2 separate regions of the Mus musculus genome follow, and region 1 is linked to region 2. Evidence: chromatin contacts called from public Micro-C data. All regions are on one chromosome and are shown on one strand. Each heading gives the region's core, a stretch centred on a gene start, on an enhancer-like site or on the middle of the called end of the contact. The rest is flanking DNA. Distances are from core to core; before and after follow the strand shown. Region 1 overlaps Tmem45b (transmembrane protein 45b). Region 2 has its middle 7.5 kb from the start of Gm29724.

What was found. A called contact is a pair of places that touch in the nucleus more often than the background predicts.
Region 1: a Micro-C map of embryonic stem cells shows a contact between it and region 2, with 5 times the contacts expected there. The contact joins two enhancer-like sites. A contact is called at or near these places in 1 of 484 Hi-C or Micro-C datasets (embryonic stem cells) and 1 of 115 datasets of contacts at active chromatin or transcription factors (embryonic stem cells).

The regions. Positions count from the first base shown.
Region 1 is chr9:31,436,840-31,440,818 of GRCm38.p6, reverse strand. All of the region lies in intron 1 of Tmem45b (transmembrane protein 45b), which reads left to right. Among named protein-coding and RNA genes, the nearest start is that of Tmem45b, 25 kb to the left of the region's middle. Within about 2 kb of position 1,313, at least 23 of the 459 cell types and tissues checked have an H3K27ac peak or open chromatin away from gene starts, as enhancers often do. A contact at or near this core is called in embryonic stem cells, where this site is marked.
Region 2 is chr9:31,009,415-31,013,075 of GRCm38.p6, reverse strand. No RefSeq gene overlaps it. Among named protein-coding and RNA genes, the nearest start is that of Gm29724, 7.5 kb to the right of the region's middle. Within about 2 kb of position 1,760, at least 39 of the 459 cell types and tissues checked have an H3K27ac peak or open chromatin away from gene starts, as enhancers often do. A contact at or near this core is called in embryonic stem cells, where this site is marked.

The DNA of each region.
Region 1 (3,979 bases), core at 64-2,563, 430 kb before region 2:
GGCAGACATGGTGCTGAAGGAGCAGCTGGGTGTCCTTCATCTGGATCCGTAGGCAGCAGGAAGAATCTCTGGGCATAAGATAGGCTTTCTGAAACCTCAAAGCTCACCCCCAGTGACACACTCCCCTCTACAGGGCCACACCTCCTAATCTTTTCAAACAGGGCCACTCCATGGTGAGCAAATGTTCAAATCTATGAGCCTGTGAGGGCTCTCATTTCAAACCACCTCAGCGAGAGCTGGAATGGATTAAGGTTTCAATGCGGCTGGGACCAAGTGAACTCACTTTGCATGTGAGAAGGCATAAAAAGGAATCTGCGGTTGAATTAGGCAGGGCGTGATAAGGTAAAGCATTCCCAGTACCTTAGAATGCGTTATTTAACACATTGAGGCCATTGGGATGAGCTCTCAGATAATACAACTAGAGTTTGTACAACAGGAAGTTTGAACCCAGGCGCAAACAGAAAGAATACCATGTAGTAAAGACCTAGGAGAGAGACCTGTATCTATAAGCTATTGAAAGAGGTCCCAAACAGAATCAAGACTTTTATTTTGGGTTTTAGTCTTCATAACTGTAAGAAAACAAACGTCTATTGTTTGCTGCCCTCCTGACTGCGGTATTTTGTCATGGCAGGTCCAGCAGACTATACAACCAGTTTAATAGTGAAACATTCAGCAATAAAGGGGAATTATTAGGACTGGGGAATGTAGCTCAGTGACAAAGTGCTTTCCTATCCCGTGCAAAGACCTGAATTTCATCCCCAACCTGGGGGAAAGGATGGTTGGGGGGCGGGGGGAAACGACAGAATTATTCATAACTGTATTGGTTAGCTTTCTGTTGCTGTGATAAAATACCATGACCAAAAGTAATTTGGGGGAGCAAGAGTTTCTTTGGGCTTACTGTTCCAGAGGGAGAGTTCATAAAGGTGGGAGAGCAAGCAGCCACAGCAAGAACTGAAAGTTCGCCAGGCATGGTGGCGCACACCTTTAATCCCAGCACTCGGGAGGCAGAGGCAGACGAATTTCTGAGCTCGAGGCCAGCCTGGTCTACAAAGTGAGTTCCAGGACAGCCAGGGCTATAAAGAGAAACCCTGTCTCGAAAAACCAAAAAAAAAAAAAAAAAAAAGAAGAAGAAGAAGAACTGAGAGCTCGGACTTCAGCCACAGACATGAGGCAGATGGCAAACCAACTGGAAGTGGCTAGAAACTCCCAAAGCCTGCCTCCAGTGACATTCTTCCCTCTAGCCAGGCTACACCTCCTCTAAGCATTACCACCAACTGGGACAATTGGAAACCAAGCGTCCCAATACCAGAGCTTAGGGAGAGCATTTCTCGACCAACCCTACACATTCCACTCCCTGGCCCCACAGGCTCATGGCCATGTCCTAGTGCAAGATGCATTTAGTTCAACTTCAAAAGCCCCCATAGCTTCCAGATTCTCGGCCCTGTTTAAAGGTCCAATGTCTCTCTTCCGAGACTCATGGTGATCTCTTAACTGTGGTTCAGTTAAAATTAAAAAGAAAATGATGAACTTCACAACATAAGACTATACATTACCAGGGCTGGAGAGTTGATTTAGAGGTTAAGACTATACATTGCCATTTAAAAAGGAGGAACATGGGTGGGCACTGTAAGGAATTCCTGGGCCAAAACCTACCAGGGAGTCCTTTCCTCCTCCTCCCAACCTCCACCCATGGAATTTAGGTTTGTAGATTGGGGAAGGGTTAAAAAACAGAACAGGACAATGAGGCCAAGCCCAGCACTCCAGCTGTGCTGTTCTTCCTACACCCTCCCTAGACACTGAAACTGAGACAGCTGCCCGAACTATGGTGCAGGTTCCCAACTCTGCCCCTTGGAAGCGTCATCTCCTCCTGCTCCTGCCACAGGGCTCCTGCTCCTCACTCTGAAAAGATAGCTCATGCATTGACGGGAGGGTGTTGAGTGTGTCCCTCTGTGAAAACATGCTCTCGCGTCTGTTTTCCTGTTGGTGGAGCTTTCTTTCTGTTGGAAAAGTTCTGCTGAATCACCAAGTATGTTGCTGGAGTGTTTATTTAGTATTTATTTTTTTTAAAAATAAACTATAGTATACATGATATTGAGAAAAAAATAAAATTTACTAATCAAACGATTTTTTTAATGAAGCAGCCATTCCCCCTTATTTTAGAGGGTGACAGAACATTGGAAGAGGGAAACTTCAGCTGCAGAGAGGACCCCTCAGACCCTTAACCTATTGGTTATCCCAATTATTAAAGATCTCTTCTTTCTAGTTAAGTTTAGTTAACCATTGTCAGGTTTCTTCTTTACTAAGTTTGACTCATCCTATAAATTCTACCATCTGTTCCACAATGTAGCTCATCCAGAAAAGTCACCCATTCATCTGTGAATGGAAGAAGTCCTTCTCCTTCTCCTCTTCCTCCTCCTCCTCCTCCTCCCCTCCTCCCCTCCTCCTCCTCCTCCCCTCCTCCCCTCCTCCCCTCCTCCCCTCCTCCCCCTCCTCCCCTCCTCTTCCTCCTCCTCCTCCCCTCCTCCCCTCCTCCTCCTCCTCCTCCCCTCCTCCCCTCCTCCCCTCCTCCCCTCCTCCCCTCCTCCCCCTCCTCCTCCTCCTCCTCCTCCATCTCTCTCCACAGACAGATCACGGTGCTCAGACTTCTATACAGTATATGTGCTTCAGGCCTGCTGTGCACAGGTGTGAACTTTAGACCACATAAAAGACATGGGCAGGGCTTGGCATCCCGTACCAAGTACACAGATGCAGATAAGGACTCAGGTACTGGGGAATGCAGGGGAATTCTGGGAGGCCAGGAAAAGGAGATGCCAGTCAATCTCCAAGGCTCTGGCACGCATTTGCAGAGCTGGTTTTTCTGCACCTTTAAAACCAATAAAATGGAACACAACGGGTTTGATAATAACAAGAATCTGAGTTAACCATTAAGCGAAAGAATGAGACGAGGCTTTGCGGTTGTATCAGAACGAAGATTATGGCAGGTAATTTCTTTCTGCAAAACAGAGGGGGAAAGGATAATGTATAAAACTAGGCAAGTCTCTCAAAACCAACCACGTCATGGACCGACCTGAAAACTAACCAAATATAAGCAACAAAGTGAGAAGCACTTACTCTTGGAAAGCGTCTATCTTCAGGCAAGGACATTTTGCCCTCAGATGCTTCTATCACTCCCTTGCTCTGTCGGTGACATTTAAGTAAGATCAGCTAATCGTGAAAATACTGGTATATAAAGACTAAATTCTAACTGTGAAAAATTCTTGGCTTTGCTGTCCATGAGAAATGAACATGTGATGAATACTCAAGGATGAAAAATTAAAAAAAAAAAAATACCAGCTTTGCTAGCCTCTCAACACAGTCGCATTTGTGGTGAGCCCCAGACTAGCCAGGAACATAGCAGAGGGAGCTTTGTAATAATGCTATATGGAAGGATTGGGAAAATCTCTCTGCACATCTCCTATGATCACATTAGGAAGACCTGGGAAATCCCAGCAACAAGTGAAGGCCAAGGAAGACATGAAAGCCAGCCTTCTCCAACCCATAAATAGATGGCTTGACACAGACCAGATGTCATGAAGAACTAAGAAAGCAAACCTCTGCTCCAATAAGTGAATGATAATCTCTAATAATTTGTTATGAAAATAAGAACGCAACCTTTACGAAATCAAACTAATAAATAAAAGATCAAGAATTGTAGCTAAATAAAGACAGAACCTGTACATCATGCAGGTCTCCATAATCCAGGCGAGCCACTATAGAGTCCAGGGTTGCTACAGTTAAAATGGATAAGACATAGAAACAGTAAATTATGAATTGCTACAAAAGCCAAAAACACAAAAAGTAGAAAAAAACCTCTAAATGCCTTGAATGCTGTTTTTAATAGACAAAGACTTCAATGCAATCATTTAAAACTGTTCAGAGAACTAAAACTGTTCAAAGGATTAAAAGAAAATACAACAAATGTAACCCAACAAATAAGATA
Region 2 (3,661 bases), core at 511-3,010:
AGGGGAGGGAAAGATTTGGTACATTTCCAGGTCACAGTTCACTGAGGGAAGTCAAGGCAGGATCTTGAAGCAGAAACCACTGAGGAATTCTGCTGCTTGCTCCCACCCAGGGTCATGATTAGCTACCCCCTTTTTATCCAGCCCAGGACCACCTGCCCTTGGATGACACCACTTAACACCGAGCCTAGCCCTCTTGCATCAGTTAACAATCCGGAGACCATCCCATGCCCACAGGCAACCAGACCTAGGCAGTTCCTCAACCTGGGCTTTCCTTTCAGATAACTATAGGCTGTCAGGTTGAGAATGAAAGCTAAGTAGGACATGCCACAAATGCTCGGGTCCACTGAACAGTCACAGTGGAATCTTTTATTTATGTTTTCTGTGTGTGCAGTATGTGCGTCCACGTGTGTGTGGATGTGGCTGTAAGCTGGAGGTTAATATCAGGTGCCTTCCTCTGTTCTCTACCTTAATTAATGTTCTGGTGTATGTGTGTGTGTGTGTGTGTGTGTGTGTGTGTGTGTGTGTGTGTGTGGTACTTGCTTGTGACTGTGTGGAAACATGTATCTCTATGCATGAATGTAGAGGACACTGGGCATCTTCCTCTACTGTCCCCTACATTTTGCCTGAGATACAGTCTCTTGCTAACGCATGTTGTCTGACCAGTGAGCTCTCAGGATCCCCCTGTCTCTGTTCCCTAGTGCTGGGGTTTCAGGTACTCACAGCCATGCCAAGCTTTTATATGGGTGCAGTAGATTTGAATTCGGATCTTCATGTTTGAAAAACAAGTTCTCTGACCCACTTAGCTATCTCCGAGCCCTCCACTTTTTTTTTTTTTTTTTTAAGTCAGGGTCTCTTACTAAACCTGTTTACAGATAGACTAGGCTGGCTGGCTAGCCATGGACATGCAGGGATCTGCCTTTCTTTGCTCTTCCCCACCACCACAGTTACAGACATATACAGATTTTTATGTAGGATCCAAATTCAGGTCCTCGTGCTTGTAAACAAACATTTTACTGACTGGGCCATCTCACCAGATCCTATATTTATATAGTTGATTAAAACAGGAAAAGCTTGGCATGGCTATACCTATAACCCAGCACTAGGAGACAGACCTTTTTTGTACAGTTCAGGATCCATTGCCTAGGGATGGATCCACCCACAATGGGGTGGACCTTTCTATATCAGTTAGCAATCAAGAAAATGCCTCACAGTGGTGTTCACAGGCCAGTAGAATCCAGGCTATCCCTCAGCTGGGACTGACTCAGATAACCCTGGACAGTGTCAAGTTGACAGCTGAAGCTAACTAGGAGGAAGGCCTCCAGGGATAAAACCACATTTCCTGAAGGGGAAGAAATTCCTCTCCAAGACTGCAACACAGAAATCCTGCCTGCTGGTCTGCCCAACAGATTTTAGACGTGACAGCCTCCACACTTATGTGAGCTGACTCTTTAACATAAATATCTCTCTGGCTACATGTATATCCTTTGGGTTCTGTCTCCCTGGAGAACCTTGACTAAATTAGGCTGCTACAGAATTAGTGTATCTGTGAATACAGTGTCAATGTCTCCAAATGATGAATGGGAGAAAGCCCAAGACAGCAGTGACATTGAAGGTATTGACATCTGATGCATAAGAATTCTTTCTCTCCCATACCCCCTTTCACTTGAGACAGGCTCTCTCTTTGTAGCACTGGATACCCTGGAACTCACTGTGTATGTTAGACTGGTCCAGACTCCCAGAGATCTACCTGCCTCCTGAGTACTGGGATTAAAGGCACCCGCCACCACACCCAGCATGAGTACGATCCAGTTCCTCAGGAATCAGGATAGAACTGACTGACTGGATAGGAAGGATTTCAGTCTGGTGTGGAGGGCAAGATATAGGAAATTGGTAATGAGTTCCCTCATGATAAAAGAGTAGAACAGAGCAGTGCTTGCTTTATTGCTTTTGTTTCTTAGTTCTTTTCTGTAAACAAGATTTCCAAAAAGATTGATCTTAAATATAAAGAATTTAGGATTTTGGTTTGTCACAGAGGAAACATCTTTTTGCTTCAGGATGAAAACCAGTTGGAACGTGTCCACACTTAGCTTCAGTTGATTTATTCTCATCAGCTTATTATATGCAAAGCTGAGCGGGCAATGGCCCATATGGTTTGATTTTGATGTCACTTAGAGGAGCTGTTCTCTTGCTTAAATTACCCGGTGGAAGAATTATATTTATTTCTAATTATAGAATATTACATTTAGATGTTTATTCCCTTAAACTTCAAGCTATTTCTCCTATCTGTCCAGTGGGCTTTCCAATCTCTCTGCATACCATGCATTTCCCAAACTCCACCCCAAATAACCATCTGCTCCCACCTCCCACCTCATGCCCCACCTCATGCCCCACACCCCGCCACCACTGTCAATACATTCTACTATTTTTTTGTTTTTTGTTTTGTTTTTTGTTTTTCAAGACAGGGTTTCTCTGTATAGCCCTGGCTGTCCTGTAGACCAGACTGGCCTCGAACTCAGAAATCCACCTGCCTCTGCCTCTGCCTTCCGAGTGCTTCTACCAGAGCTCTTATCTCTCTACACTAGACCCAATTTCCTTCTAAGTTTCTCATTTCAGTGAGTTATTCCTCCATTAGCTAGAAAGCCAAGTGTTCCCATCACCTAAATCTAACTGCTCACTAGGCTTCTGGGTCTTTCCCATCAACCTTTCTTGACTGTATTACTCCCAGATCCTTCCCTTAGCTCAGGAACTTTGGGAAGGTCATAAAACAATTGCCCGTACTGAAGGGAGAGGCTAATTAACATTCCTCAGACCACAGGGTGGGAACCTACCTTCATTCTGCCAGATGGACTGTTGCTGACCTTCAGACAAGGGAAATTTTTGCCATCACATTCCCTAAAGACCAATCAATTTAAAGGGTGCACTGTTCCACCAGTCATACTGTGCCTAGTTGCTGATGCTCTGTTCGGCCCCTGGAAACCATATAAAAATTTCCTGACCGGGCACCAGAGGGTCATGGCCTCTCCTTCAGGTCTGGGGTGACCCCAGTGCAATGGAACAATAAATTCCTGTTGCTTTTTGCATCAGCTCCATGTGGCTCACTCAGGAGGTCCCTGGTAAGCTAAGGCTCCCCAGAGTCTTACACCACCGCCTAAATCTAACTACTCACCAGGCTTCTGAGTCTTTCCCACCAACCTTTCTCAACTGTATTACTCTCCACGACCATTCCCTTACCTAAGCTCATGCCTTTCATCAGTTCTATAAGCTTGTAAGATTGGAGGGTTGGTCTCTTCTGCTTTTCTCACCAGGTAATCAGGGACATTGTCCTAAGAATAAGGCTCAAATTCCCGTTAGCATGCAAGTGTTACTTTTATGAATCTTGTGCATGTCTTCATTATTTATTTCAACACCTCCCTACCAACTTCATGTATTTTACCATTTCCTCATGTTCTCTTTACAATCTCTGCCTCCACATTCCTGGATACTTCACACTCATTAAGACCCAGGATAGTGACTAACTCCTAACATTCCATGCTTGATTTACAACTGGTGGTGCTATTTTGGGAAGTGATGTAATTTTAGGAGGTGGGGTCAAATGGGAGGAAGTAAGTCTCATATCTTGGAAAGTTATGTTTGGTCTCTGGTTCCTTCTTTTTGTTTTGTT